3 separate regions of the Mus musculus genome follow, and all the other regions are linked to region 2. A link is a contact called in public promoter capture Hi-C data. All regions are on one chromosome and are shown on one strand. The core of a region is the stretch at or near the end of the contact, and the rest is flanking DNA. Distances in the headings are between cores, read along the strand shown.

Evidence for each region. Promoter capture Hi-C pulls out the DNA fragments that hold promoters and counts their contacts.
Region 1: a promoter capture Hi-C map of second pharyngeal arch cranial neural crest shows a contact between it and region 2. The contact joins the promoter of Lrriq1 here to the promoter of Rassf9 in region 2. A contact is called at or near these places in 4 of 39 promoter capture datasets (cranial neural crest, frontonasal cranial neural crest, liver and 1 more).
Region 3: a contact with region 2 is called in a promoter capture Hi-C map of second pharyngeal arch cranial neural crest. The contact joins the promoter of Alx1 here to the promoter of Rassf9 in region 2. A contact is called at or near these places in 6 of 39 promoter capture datasets (cranial neural crest, frontonasal cranial neural crest, liver and 3 more).

The regions. Positions count from the first base shown.
Region 1 is chr10:103,234,101-103,238,370 of GRCm38.p6, forward strand. Lrriq1 (leucine-rich repeats and IQ motif containing 1) reads right to left here and starts at 2,222. Exons shown (of 26, transcript NM_001163559.2): 1 at 2,176-2,222; 2 at 1-57. The coding sequence starts at 53.
Region 2 is chr10:102,510,868-102,515,244 of GRCm38.p6, forward strand. It overlaps Rassf9 (Ras association (RalGDS/AF-6) domain family (N-terminal) member 9), which reads left to right and starts at 1,355. Exons shown (of 2, transcript NM_146240.4): 1 at 1,355-1,717. The coding sequence starts at 1,671.
Region 3 is chr10:103,026,215-103,030,552 of GRCm38.p6, forward strand. Alx1 (ALX homeobox 1) reads right to left here and starts at 2,563. Exons shown (of 4, transcript NM_172553.4): 1 at 2,167-2,563. The coding sequence starts at 2,392. It overlaps Gm34298, which reads left to right and starts at 2,771. Exons shown (of 4, transcript XM_006514426.1): 1 at 2,771-2,842; 2 at 2,987-3,124; 3 at 3,520-3,649; 4 at 3,895-4,338. The coding sequence starts at 2,771.

The DNA.
Region 1 (4,270 bases), core at 972-3,471, 720 kb after region 2:
TCAGCTTCGATTTCTTCTCTGAGCTTTGCCTCGCTGTCGTCACTGTCCTCCATAGCTCTTAATGACAAAAAGTAGAACTTAAAAGCAAAGAATCCAATCCATCTCTTAAAAACATGGGTTCAAATTTGTCACATGACCCACTATGTATATAGACATTTAACTTAACAAATGTTTATGGCACCATTTTAGGCTAGCATTATGATTTTTAAAAATTGCTTTGCCTGTCTACTCATTCGATTTTAAAAACATTTGACTATGAGATGATCGAAACTACTCTTTCATTTCTTTTCCAGAAGAAAAAAATCGTATAGAATTGGCAGGCTTATCTTCCACAAGGTAGTATTGTCCTTGTAAGTTCAGTCCATTTTTAAAAATTGAACAGTTTGAGTATATAGAAATTAAAATGCACCCAAGAGAAAAACCCAAATCTATTTCTGAGAGGGATCTATGTCTACTTTGTATTCATTGAGTGGAAATTCTAGTAATTCTGACTTAGGCACATGCTCTTGCTAACATAGCACACAGTGACAGATAATGGTTGACCACTCGAATCTGAAATGTACTGTGCTTAAAGTCCTTACTACTTGAAATGGATTTAGATCTCGCATTAACGTGTCTCTACATCCTCAACATCACCTTCGTCACTACCACAATGATCTTCAAGAGACTCAGGACTGTGGTAGGCCAAGTATTAAAGGATACATACATAATTAATGACCTTCTGAAGAAGTTAAATGACTGCTGATCATATACTCACTATTTACAGGAGAACACTGATGTTTAAAATGGCTATTTAAGGAGGCCAGAGAGATGGCTCTGTAGTTAACTGCCCTGACTGCTCTTCCAGAGGTCCTGAGTTCAATTCCCAGCAACCACATGGTGGCTCACAACCATCTGCAATGGGATTCGATGCCCTCTTCTGGTGTGTCTGAAGACAGCTATAGTGTACTCACATATATAAAATAAATAAAGCTTAAAAAACAAACAAACAAAAAAACCCTCACAAACAAAATACATGAAATGGCTTTTTAAGCATCTAAAGCCAATAAGTTAATGTATAAGGGGGACAGAACCTTAACTCAGAGCTGCTGTGTCCAAAGTCAGCGATCCTCTCACCACTAAATTGCTTTCCAGTCCTCTAGCTCATGTGAGCTTCTCCCAGACTATGCACTGTGCCTCGCATTCCCAGCAGTTCTGAGCTCTCACACAAGCTGGAGTAGGCTTTTGGTGATCCAGCTGTCTTTCAGTCATTTCTGTTCCTAAAAATAGCTCATTAACGGTATTCATTTACGGAACTCCAATAAAACTGATTGGTTCACCGAGTTGGATTTGGTTGGCACCCTTATTTTGGTCTGCCATGGATGGACCACCTGCAGTGAGTAGTTTTTTGTTCACATCTCTCCAGGAATAGTGACACACAAGGGAACCACCTGCTTCATACCGTATAAGCACTCTTCTTGTTCTCTAAATCAGACTTGCCACCTACTAAATTATGCCCCACTCAGTATTCCTTTCCTATATAGACTCACCTTACATGTTACCTCATCGGAGTCCTCTCCACACCAAACTGAACTAGTATCTAATAAGCTAAGAGGGTAAAACAAAAACCTGTACTTTCCTCTCCTCTAGCTATGGACATCAGATTTCTTCCTTTCCCACAAGCGATTTCCTGGCCACTTTCTGTGTTGCCTGGGACATGAACACCTAAAGTTTACACCTAGACGCATATGTAAATGTTCGGAAAACAACTTTCTCCTTAGGCTCCTGGTGTCAGGAAGCTTCCTTAGACTACTTCACGCTGGTAGTGAATCACCGAGCTCGCTAATTATCTAAAAGTAGGAAAAGAGTAGGGCTCTCCTAGTCAGCCAGGGAACAGGGAAATGCACCCGTAAAGTAAGAACAACAAAATCATTACATACGGGTAAAGGGGTCGGAGGTGGATGGGAAGAAGAGAACGGACAGTTGAGGTGGGGTGCAGTCAGAGGAGCATGACTGGCTTCTCTTTTGACAGAGCTCGGAGAATCGTTAAAGGAAGGGGCTGGAGTCCCGCGTACTGCGCAGTCCCAGGTCCTTCCAGGAGTCCAGCCTGCAGTGGCCGCTCAGTGACCTGGCGACTGGACTGGGCGCATCCCGATAATCACAGCAGACCCACTCACAGACACCCTCCTCACTCACCAACGCTATCTGGACTTCCTGCAAGACAGCGCCCACAGACGCTCAACAAACCGTAGCCATGGCAACAGCCAATCTGCAGACTGTGGAGCAGCCCTTCCTTACCGGTGCCCTAGCAGGACAAACAACTTTGATTCTACTTTGGAATTAGAATTGCATTTCGGGACCTGGAGGAGGAAATCTTTTTTTTTTTTTTTCTCGAGGTTGCTATTAATACTTATATAGTTTGGTGAATTATTTAATGACGATATGCCTTTTTGTTATAATGATTCAAGTAGAGGTGATTTTGTTTTTGAGCAAAGAACATTTGTCTACTGGATATGTATATAGACACTATATCTTTTACAAAACCTGTGTTTCAAAAGTGATTTTTGACGCAGAGATGTGGAGAAAACGCCAATGAATAGCTTGCTTTCCATGAGAATAGTTTTTTCAAGAATTAAATAATTTCTAGTTATGAATTAATGCCTATCAAAAATTTTAATCCTAGCCTAGTATGATGTAGCAAATTTGAAAACTTATTTCCTATATAATAATATAAAGATTATACAATATTGACAGAAACTACTCAATACAAATCCTGAAGTTCTATGGGTTCAATTTTTAAAACTGTGTCAAAGTGTTTCTTGCAGAGCAACTATATACATTCATAAAATGTATTACTTTAATAAATGATGGTTTACTACAGTCAACCCGTGTCATTCCTGCTGTTTGGCTGTCTAGCAGAAATCTAGACTGGCTGACCCACTCCTCTGGTGGGCTCAAGTTTTCTGCTTTCTTGAGTCTAGATTGTCAAGTAGAAGTGTATATGCAATATGCACTGTGACCCTTGCGGCTAGGGCTGATGGGCCACTGTGTAGCCTGCTGGGTGGTCAGTGCACCTGTGGGGGCAGCGGGAGACTTGCTTCTCTCCCATGGCTGGCAGGGAAACGCCCATCCCAGAGGCCCCTCCCGCAGGTTGTGACTGGAACACAGCAGGCTGCCTTCTTCAGTTAAGTTCAGTCTTTGAAACTGACAATCTTTAAAATGTGAATACTATAACAATATGTTTTCTTGGATTGTTGTCTTTAAAAGGATTTTTGTGAAGCAATTGATTTATCAAAGGAAAAAAATTAAAACCAGAAACACGCCTTGTGGAAATAGATAGATAGATAGATAGATAGATAGATAGATAGATAGATAGATAATGGTTTTATAGTTTGAAGCTTTCAGCAAGGCATTATATTCTAAAAGGAAATATTTTTTTTTTTTCCATTTTTTATTAGGTATTTAGCTCATTTACATTTCCAATGCTATACCAAAAGTCCCCCTTACCCACCCACCCCCACCCCCCTACCCACCCACTCCCCCCCTTTGGCCCTGGTGTTCCCCTGTACCGGGGCACACAAAGTCTGCGTGTCCAATGGGCCTCTCTTTCCAGTGATGGCCGACTAGGCCATCTTTTGATACATATGCAGCTAGAGTCAAGAGCTCAGGGGTACTGGTTAGTTCATAATGTTGTTCCACCTATAGGGTTGAAGATCCCTTTAGCTCCTTGGGTACTTTCTCTAGCTCCTCCATTGGGAGCCCTGTGATCCATCCATTAGCTGACTGTGAGCATCCACTTCTGTGTTTGCTAGGCCCCGGCATAGTCTCACAAGAGACAGCTACATCTGGGTCCTTTCGATAAAATCTTGCTAGTATATGCAATGGTGTCAGCGTTTGGATGCTGATTATGGGGTGGATCCCTGGATATGGCAGTCTCTACATGGTCCATCCTTTCATCTCAGCTCCAAACTTTGTTTCTGTAACTCCTTCCATGGGTGTTTTGTTCCCACTTCTAAGGAGGGGCATAGTGTCCACACTTCAGTCTTCATTTTTCTTGAGTTTCATGTGTTTAGGAAATTGTATCTTATATCGTGGGTATCCTAGGTTTTGGGCTAGTATCCACTTATCAGTGAGTACATATTGTGTGAGTTCCTTTGTGATTGTGTTACCTCACTCAGGATGATGCTCTCCAGGTCCATCCATTTGGCTAGGAATTTCATAAATTCATTCTTTTTAATAGCTGAGTAGTACTCCATTGTGTAGATGTACCACATTTTCTGTATCCATTCCT
Region 2 (4,377 bases), core at 105-2,604:
TCCTACAAATGAAGTTGTGATTACATAATGAAAATGGGTCTTCCTATCACTTTGAAATCCTGAACATTGAAGTGTGTACAAGAATAAAACGACTCCTTCCAACCATGTCTTGCTTGCTGATGCTGCTGTCCAGACGGGATTTCCATAGAAAACAGTGTCCATCTGTGTGCTTTGCTGGGACTCAAGACATCAGCCTGAAAAGGGAAATTGTAAGGCCGGCAAGCCCATTTTTCCCTCCCTCCTCCCTCCCTCCCAACCCCACAGGCATGTGATTAGGAACTGGGTTGTGTTTTAGGGAGTCATTGCTGGTGTGTGTGTGGGGGGGTGGGGGGTGATAGCAGATTCTTCAAAATAAGGCTCAGAGTAAATCCTCCAGGAACTTTCCCCTGGACACTTATCCTCCTATAGCTCCTGTGTCTGTCTGTCTGTCTCGTCCAGGTCATAGGTTAAAGTTTTACATACCAGCAGACACACACACACACACACACACACACACACACACACGCACACACACACACACATTTTATAGCTCCTGTGTCTGTCTGTCTGTCTCGTCCAGGTCATAGGTTAAAGTTTTACATACCAGCAGACACACACACACACACACACACACACACACACACACGCACACACACACACACATTTTGATAGTATACCAATTTTAGTTCCATAGACTCCTTCTACTGTTCAGTAGTTAAAGGTGGTGATGGCAAGCAGCTCACTTTTCCTAGGGCACTCCCAAGGTCCCTGAGACACAGCATGTGGTCTCCAAAGGCTGACGGATGCCAGCACCTTAGGAAGCCAGCTATATCATTGGGCAGTGATCAGTTAACCCAGCAGCCCTTGGTCCTTCACGGTTTCCCCACCCTTTTTTGTTTTTTAATGGAGAGCCAGGGAACCTGCTTTCTTAGTTGCTGCACTGCTCAACTGGCCTTACCACGCTTGCATTCAGGGAAGGGGAGGGTTTTTATTTTGTGTGTATGGAGTAGGTAGGGGAAGCGTTCCTCCTGCTCATTCCTGTTTGCCAAGATCAGATTACTTTTCACTGACTGGAGCTGGCTGGCAGGAGGCCGCAGGGGGGAGGGGGGTAGCTTTAAATCTTTTATGTGTGTACACCTTGTGTGGCTGGGTGTGGAAAGCAGGAAAGGGGGGGGGGGGTTCCAAGTCGAGTGCAATTCCCATTCCATGGCTATTACCATGCCTGTAGGGTTGGCAGGTCTTAGAGTTTAGCTAGTTGGCAAATAGCTACAACACACAATAGAGGCTCTCCCCTCCTTCCTTCCCTCCCTTCCTCTCTCTTTCCCTTCCTCCCTCCTCTCCACCCTTCCTCCCTCTCTGACTCTCCCTCTTCCTCTCTCCCTCTCTCTCCTCCCTCTCCTCTATCTTTTGAGCTTCCAAACACACACCTTCTTCCAGGCTGAAGCTGGGCTGGTCTCCCTAGGCACAGCAGCCACAACAATCCCGCAGTTCAAAGTTAGGCAGCAATTGCACAACTTCCAGCAACTCTCTCAGCCAGCTGCTAATGAGCTTGAAAGCAAGGAACATCTGAGGAGTTGAAAAGGAAGCCTCCAGCCTTCCTCCTTTCACCAGAGAGACCCAGACACCCCTCCCAGGGCCCAGATTACTTTGAGATAAGGACTGTGTTATTTGCTTGCCTTGCCGGACAGACCATGGCTCCCTTTGGAAGAAACTTACTGAAGACACGACATAAAAACAGGTAAAAAAAAAAAAAAAATGAGTGCGTGTGTGTGTGTGTGTGTGTGTGTGTGTGTGTGTGTGTGTGTGTGTGTTGGATTCAGTTCCCTAAGCCTTTGGTTCTGATGAGAACTGTTTGGCGAGTCGGTCGGGATCTAGAATGAAGACCCAGCTAGCTCTTCAGACCATAGGTCCTGTATTGACGATGGACGTATCCCGAACAAGGATCATGGGAAATCATGACTGATTTTTAACTCTCTTTTCCCTTTATGGCAGTCTGAGTACACTAACTAACACTAACATTTTCTCTTTACTTTGTCTTGAACTTTTGGGGAGAGAAGAATCACAAGATCTGGTTTAGTTTAAGCGTTGCATTAGAATATCTCTTTTTGAAAAAGCTTAAGAGTTTGGGAAAGATACAACTAGGATTTCTAATCACTTATTGAAAGGAAAAATTAAAAAAAAAAAGTACAACTGCTGATACAATCTGGAAACAATGCTTTGGTCCCCTCTAAGAGTGGAGCATTTCTAAAATCTGGAAAGTTCCCAATTGCGAACATTCCCAGAAGGAGCTCTTAATGGACTGTGTGTCTTTGAGAACTTTAGGTGGCTTAGGCGTTCAAAGAGGAGACAAGCAGCTATGTGCTTCACTTTATTATTGCCACTATACTTAGAGTTAATGCATGTACTCTGCATACTGAGAGAGAGAGAGAGATTGGAAGGGGGGATTTGGAATAATGGGATAATATCTATATATTTCACTACCATAACTAATTTACTTATACTCAAATATTACATTTTATGCAAACAATGAAATGATTATTTGAGACAGGATTTATTTTTTTAATATATCTGTTTTGGCAGATATAATAAAATGGGCTTTCCAGCCATTCTTCTCTCCTCTTCATTATGCCTGTTTGCGCTTGTCATCTTCTGCTTAGTGTAAATTTAAATGGATACAATTACAAGGTAGGAAATGATATAATTATTTTAAAGTGTCTGCCTGATAATACAGGAATACGACTTTAACGTGATTCTGCGCGCCTCTGTTTTGTACACGAATATCTACTTGATTTAGTTGATTGAATTTCTTTAAGAAACTACAAAAGCTATAGTATATACTGTGAAGCCGTCTTAATCACTTGTATGTGTTACTTGTGTGACAAATATGATAAATATTGTATTTTTTAAATCAGGATGCTTTATTACATGTTACGAGACAATGGTTTCAGTTCATTTTAATAGCTTGTGATAACCATTACAACTAGCTTCATGTATTAGTAGTGACAAGGTCTTTAATAATATTCCAGATAAACCAACTCCAGCTTCCCTGCCTCAATTCAGCTGTGGATTCTAGTTGGGTTACTACTGTAGCATTTTCATATTTCTTTAAACACTATGAAATTGTGTAAAAAGTATTTTGGGTTTATTGTTTTTTTTTTCTTTTTTTTTTTAACAAATTGTGCTTCTGCAACCAAATCCTGTCTTCGGAATTGTTGGTTGTGAAGAGTGCTTCACCAGTTTATGGATTTCATCACTTGTGTACCAAGAAGAGAGCACTAAAACCTTTGAATGCACCCCTGAATGTCCTTTATCAAACTCCATAGTCTGTTTCCATTGTGTTGCTTCTGTGACTGAGCCTTCTGGTCTAGCCATAAAACAAACACTCTCAGCAGGATACTTTAAACTCAAAAATTGTGATGAAGAGATAAGAACAGAAAAACTGGAAGTTTAACAGCATTTCAGGTAGCCCTTGAGAAAACAGAAAGCTGTTGCTAAGGGTCATGATTTATGAAGACCTCAATTTGAGGGTGTGAGCAAAGGCAGTAATGAGGAGGATGTGTGCAAGCTACTCCAGTGATTAATTGCTTCCTTTTACAGATTTTTTACTTTTTAGCCTCGAGTAAAAACAGAGGTGGGAGAAAGAAAGAAAGAGAGAGAGAGAGAGAGAGACAGAGAGAGAGAGAGAGACAGAGAGAGAGACAGAGAGACAGAGACAGAGACAGAGAGACAGAGAGAGAAAGAGACACAGAGAGAGAAACAGAGAGAGGGAGAGGAGAGAGAGAGAGAACAGCATAAGTCAATGACATAAAATTATGAGCATTTGAAACTGAGTATTAAAAATGTCATTTTGGGCCTTGAAATAATATGGCAGTATATATGAGGTCTTGTTGTTTGGGTTGGTCTGTATACCATCTCACAGAAAAACAACTAATGAAATGATTTCAGGGTTACTTTTATCCACTTCATTGACCAGGATCTATAGGGCTTAAGTAACCTCACCTGACCACCTAAATAACAGATCTGTTCACTAAATGATGAGGCAGTCAGATGCTTAACAGAGAATGTAATTGATAATAGTTATCTCATAGGAACTAACAAACCAACTAAAATGTATTCTGTAAGATACACATTTTGTGGGTTTATGAATATATATGTATAATTTGTAAAACAAAAAAGAATTAACATGTTGTTATGTTATCAAGATAGTGAAGAGAATGACGCTAGAAAGGCTTGCATCTTTTCAAAAGACAGAAAGACTGCTGAAAATTTGGGGAGGGGTTGTGATTATACAAATTTGAGAAGCTTGAATATTAATTTTCATTTTTGCATGTCTTTTTCACTTTTCCTTTTTTTTTTGTGGAGTAGTGTTATATCACCCAAGACTAAGAACTATGCTCT
Region 3 (4,338 bases), core at 1,313-3,812, 520 kb after region 2:
ATATATATTGTTTACTCTAGGTACGCTTAGAAATGAAAAGCACAAAAATACAAAAATAAACAAGATAAAATTTAAAACAACAGTTTGCATTCTGTCAAGAGTTATGTCAATTTTAATAATTTACTTGAGATCGGAGTTCAAGCTTGCAGCATGACAGGAAACATATATTGCATCATAAAAATTTACAGACAGATACAACGAACATAAGGAAATAGTGCAGTTTGGGCTTGTGTTGTTGTTGTTGTTGTCGTTGTTTTGTAAGAAAAACAAAGTTAACCCAACCAGAAGAGTGATTTCCCAGGACTCATCTATTCTTATTTGCTTCTTTAAAAGAGGGTGGGGGGTGGTGGGGGGGAGGGGGATTCCTCTTAACTGTTTGAAGAACCTTTTTATGTGTTCCACGAATACATTGAATTTTATTGTCTACATAACATATATTGCACATCGATTTTATGCAAAGGAGGATGTGCTGTAAAAATAAATATGAAGACAGCTATGACTGATCAACAATAAGGTTTTGTCTTCGCAGACAAGAGTTAAAACCCGGGAACTGCGGCAATTAGAGGGGGGAGGGGAAGCCGCAAAGACGCTGGGGGCAGGACTGGAGAAAGACCGCTTTTTCTTCAACGTAGCCGATAACCATCCTTGTTCATTTTATTCCATATTTTCCAGTTAAAAATTCTTCCCAACAGGGTGATGAACATTTAAAAGTAAATGAAGCACTCCAAACCAATCACCATTCCTCTTTTCCTTTTCCCCGACAATTTAAAGCACGGTGGGGTTTCTCTAGCAGTTAACGCAGGCCACTACAAAACCATTTGTAAAAATCCTGTCAGTTCAAATAACTTCAGGCACGCATCTAAGAGAGCCGAAAACACTTAACACCACCGAAATGAAGCCAGGAAGCCAAAAAGTTCTTGTATGTAATATTGGTTGTTCCAGTCTTTCCAAATAAACGATTGAAATCCACTAAAAAAAAAACACGGGCATTTATTATGTGCATTTTTTGTTCTAACCGGCCAAGTCAAAAGTCGCCCTCTGCACTGAATAAAACGAGTAGAATGTGAGATTCGTTTAAAATCTGTATAGAGTGTTGTGCGAATCAGCTCCCGAAAGTGAAAAGGTCTTGCCAGATTTTTGAACCTCCATTAAAATAGGGGGCGGTGGCTTGTTGTAAATATTTCACACTTAATTCGTTTGTTGTTTTAAAGCGCCCCGCTTCTTTCCTTGCCATTTAAGGGCGGCGTATACACCATGATAAGGAAAAGTCCTCTTAGAATCATAAACCTGTTTTAACTGTCGGGATGTGAAATGATAGGGATTGCACTGGGCTACAAGATAGAAAAAGATAGATGGTTTGTTTTGATAACATTTTGACTTGGAGATAGTCTGGCATTCAGAGTTGAAGATTCTGTCCAGAAACACTCCGAAAGGCTCCTTAGGTGACATTTTATGTGGAAGAAGAAAAACAGACAATGCAGAATCCCCAAGTGAGTGGTTTTTATCCGGAATGCTTTGCCCAAAAGCTAAAATGATTAGGTTTTTTACCAAAATGTATGTTTGCTCATCACAAACGCAATAAAGAAGTAAAGAAAATCGGCAGAAACTTAAGTTCACACAAGCTAATATATATATAGCAACAGAGAAATACAATAAAAATGTCGTCACTCCTAGGACATTAAAAACGGTTTCGTAGCTTCCCACTCATGCACACATAAAAGAGCTCAAAGATTTTGGTTTTCCTGACCACTATGACATCTAGTGATGGATTTCACATCCCCGAGCCCCGGCATCCTGGAGGGTTCACAGCGGTGGTGCGGTATTTTAACTCAATTATGACTTATTTGGAGTCCTGTTAACCTACACTGTGATCCTGGTCAGATCCTTCTTGTCCAGTTGTGAACTCTATCCGAAAGTGAAATAGAATCCGGCAGGATTTAGCTCTGGACCCCGGCCGGTTGCGGGAGTCCCAGAGTGCGCGGCGCCCGGTCCCCAGCAATCTGGATTCCTCTTGCCACATTTCTTTACTTCGACCCGCACCGTACCTCACTTCGGGGAAGGATGGCTGAGACTGGGGCTCAGTTTGGAGCCCTGGTCAGGCCGCTAGGGAGTAGGGATTAGGATGGGGTTGGGGGCTGGAGGTCAGCCGGGGTGCTGGTGACTTACCGCTGCTGTCCTGACAGGGCGAAGTCCTGTCCAGGCGCACGTGATGCTCCGCTCGCGGCAGCGGCCCGAAGGCCTGCACGCATTTGCCAGCCGTCGCTTTGCCGTAAAAGGACTCATTGTCCAGCGTCTCCATAACGTGCTCCAACGCGCCTCCTGTGCCCATGTAAAAGTCACTGTTTTTACTTGGCGGGCTCTTCAGGGCAAACTTCTCGCTCAGAAACTCCATAATCCTGGAAAGGCTGTCCGCGAGCTCTCCGGGGCGTGCGGAGGCTGGAGGGCGCGGAGGGAGGAGGGAGCAGTGGGCGGGAGTAGGGAGGGTCAGAGAGGAGGGAAAGGGGAAGCGAGACCTGCGACGCCAGGAGCTGCCCAGCTCCCAGACTCTTAATACGTCCCGGCTGCAGAAGGGGCACCCGAAGTTGCTTTTATATCTTGAAACTCAGCTGGGCTCCTCCGGCAACCTCCCAGTCCTAATGAATATGAAAATAGGCAAGGACTAACTCCACCCCAGGCCCCCTCCTCCCCCACCCCACCCCCATCTTCCCTCCTTACCCAGGGTAGGGCGCGTCCCCGGCCTAGTTCAGACAGACAGTTCCATTTCAGACAAATGCCAGGAGAGACAAGGACACCCAGAATCGTAGTCGCCTCGACAGTGGGACTGGCATTGCCGAGGAGCCTGGTGAGAACGCAGAGCGGTTAACGCTCCACTCCCAGAGGCCTTGCCGGGCCATCTCCCCCACCCCCGCTACCCCCCACCCCCACTCCCCCAACACCCGCTGTACACCCCGCCCCCACCCCAGCCACTCACTCCCAGAAGATTTAGAGGCATCTTAAGAACTTGAAAGGAAGTATTGCTCTAAAGAGCTTTTATTTCATCCGTAAATCGTTTACATGGAAGATCCACATTAATCTGAGCCCAAGACGCCGGATACAGCGGCGGCTGTTAACCGGCTTGCTGGAGGTAAAGGGGCCGAGGTTGCCTCTAACCTAAAAGGCTGGCGTCGTGGCGGCCGCAGCGCTCTCCCTTACAAGGCCCTGGCCTTCTCGTTTGCTGTCGGATGCACCGGAGTAAGGATGCAGTGGCATCTAACGGAATGGAAGGTTGAGGGAGAGTCTTTGAATATTTGATTTTACCAATACCAAACAATAACCACCTCATTCTTGGTCCACACGAATCATTAGGACAAAATGTATTGTTGTTGTTGTTGTTATTATTATTACTATTATTGAAAATTCATAGAGACAAGTGGCCCTGAAACCCCTTTCTTAGTGGAGGTCAGAGGAACTCATCACGCAAAACAGCGTTGGGAGATGAATGCGGTCAGAGTGTTTTAACAAAAGTTGTACTATATACAGGTTTCAAGAGTTGGGGCGGTGCCTTCGAAAAGAGTGTTGCAGAAGCTAGTGGCTCCGCGGACTGGGGTTGGACTCACAGTTGCGGACCCAAAACCCTTCCTTGGTCCAGCTGACCGGGATGCTAGCGAAGGTAAAACGGCGCTTTGGAGATGAAAACCATTCTGCTTGGCCTTGTGCCCCACTTCAGCTTCTGAGGAGCCCGAGGCGTCTGAGGCGGGGGAGGGAAAAAAAAGAGTTCCTTGCCTTGGGCACACTCAAGAAGCCATTTGCAATAGATCAGCCAAGCTTGCAAATTTGGTGAAACTCCCCTACAAATTATGGACAAGGGAGGTCTCTGCCCACCGATCCTGACATAACCTTCCTCTCTCACCACAGAGGCCTTCCACAGCGGCTGCCCCTTTTCTCCGGGTTACGTTGGCAATTACAGCAGAGCCTTAGTCACTTCGGGTAACCTCGCCGCTGCGGGTGGCCTAGCCCTTTTCAGTCGGGTGTCTGTCCGCCAAGGTTCGGAAATTTCCACATTCTTCTTCGTCCTCGATCCACAGGTGGGACCCTCATTGACGCCCGACCTGGACACAGCTTGCGAGCAAAGATCCCAGGCACAATGTTCTGCACAACTGTTGCTTAGCACTGCCCCAAAGGCGGGGCTGCCAGTGAAAAATGAAGATTCCATCCGACAGGACCTGAGAAAAAGTGTCAGGAGCAGCAGCCATGTTCACCCGGTTCACCACATTTCCTCCCCAAGAACGGACCCTTTGCTGAGCTACCACCAATTGACACCGTTTTGCCTTTTAACGGGTTCTATGATATTTTTAATTG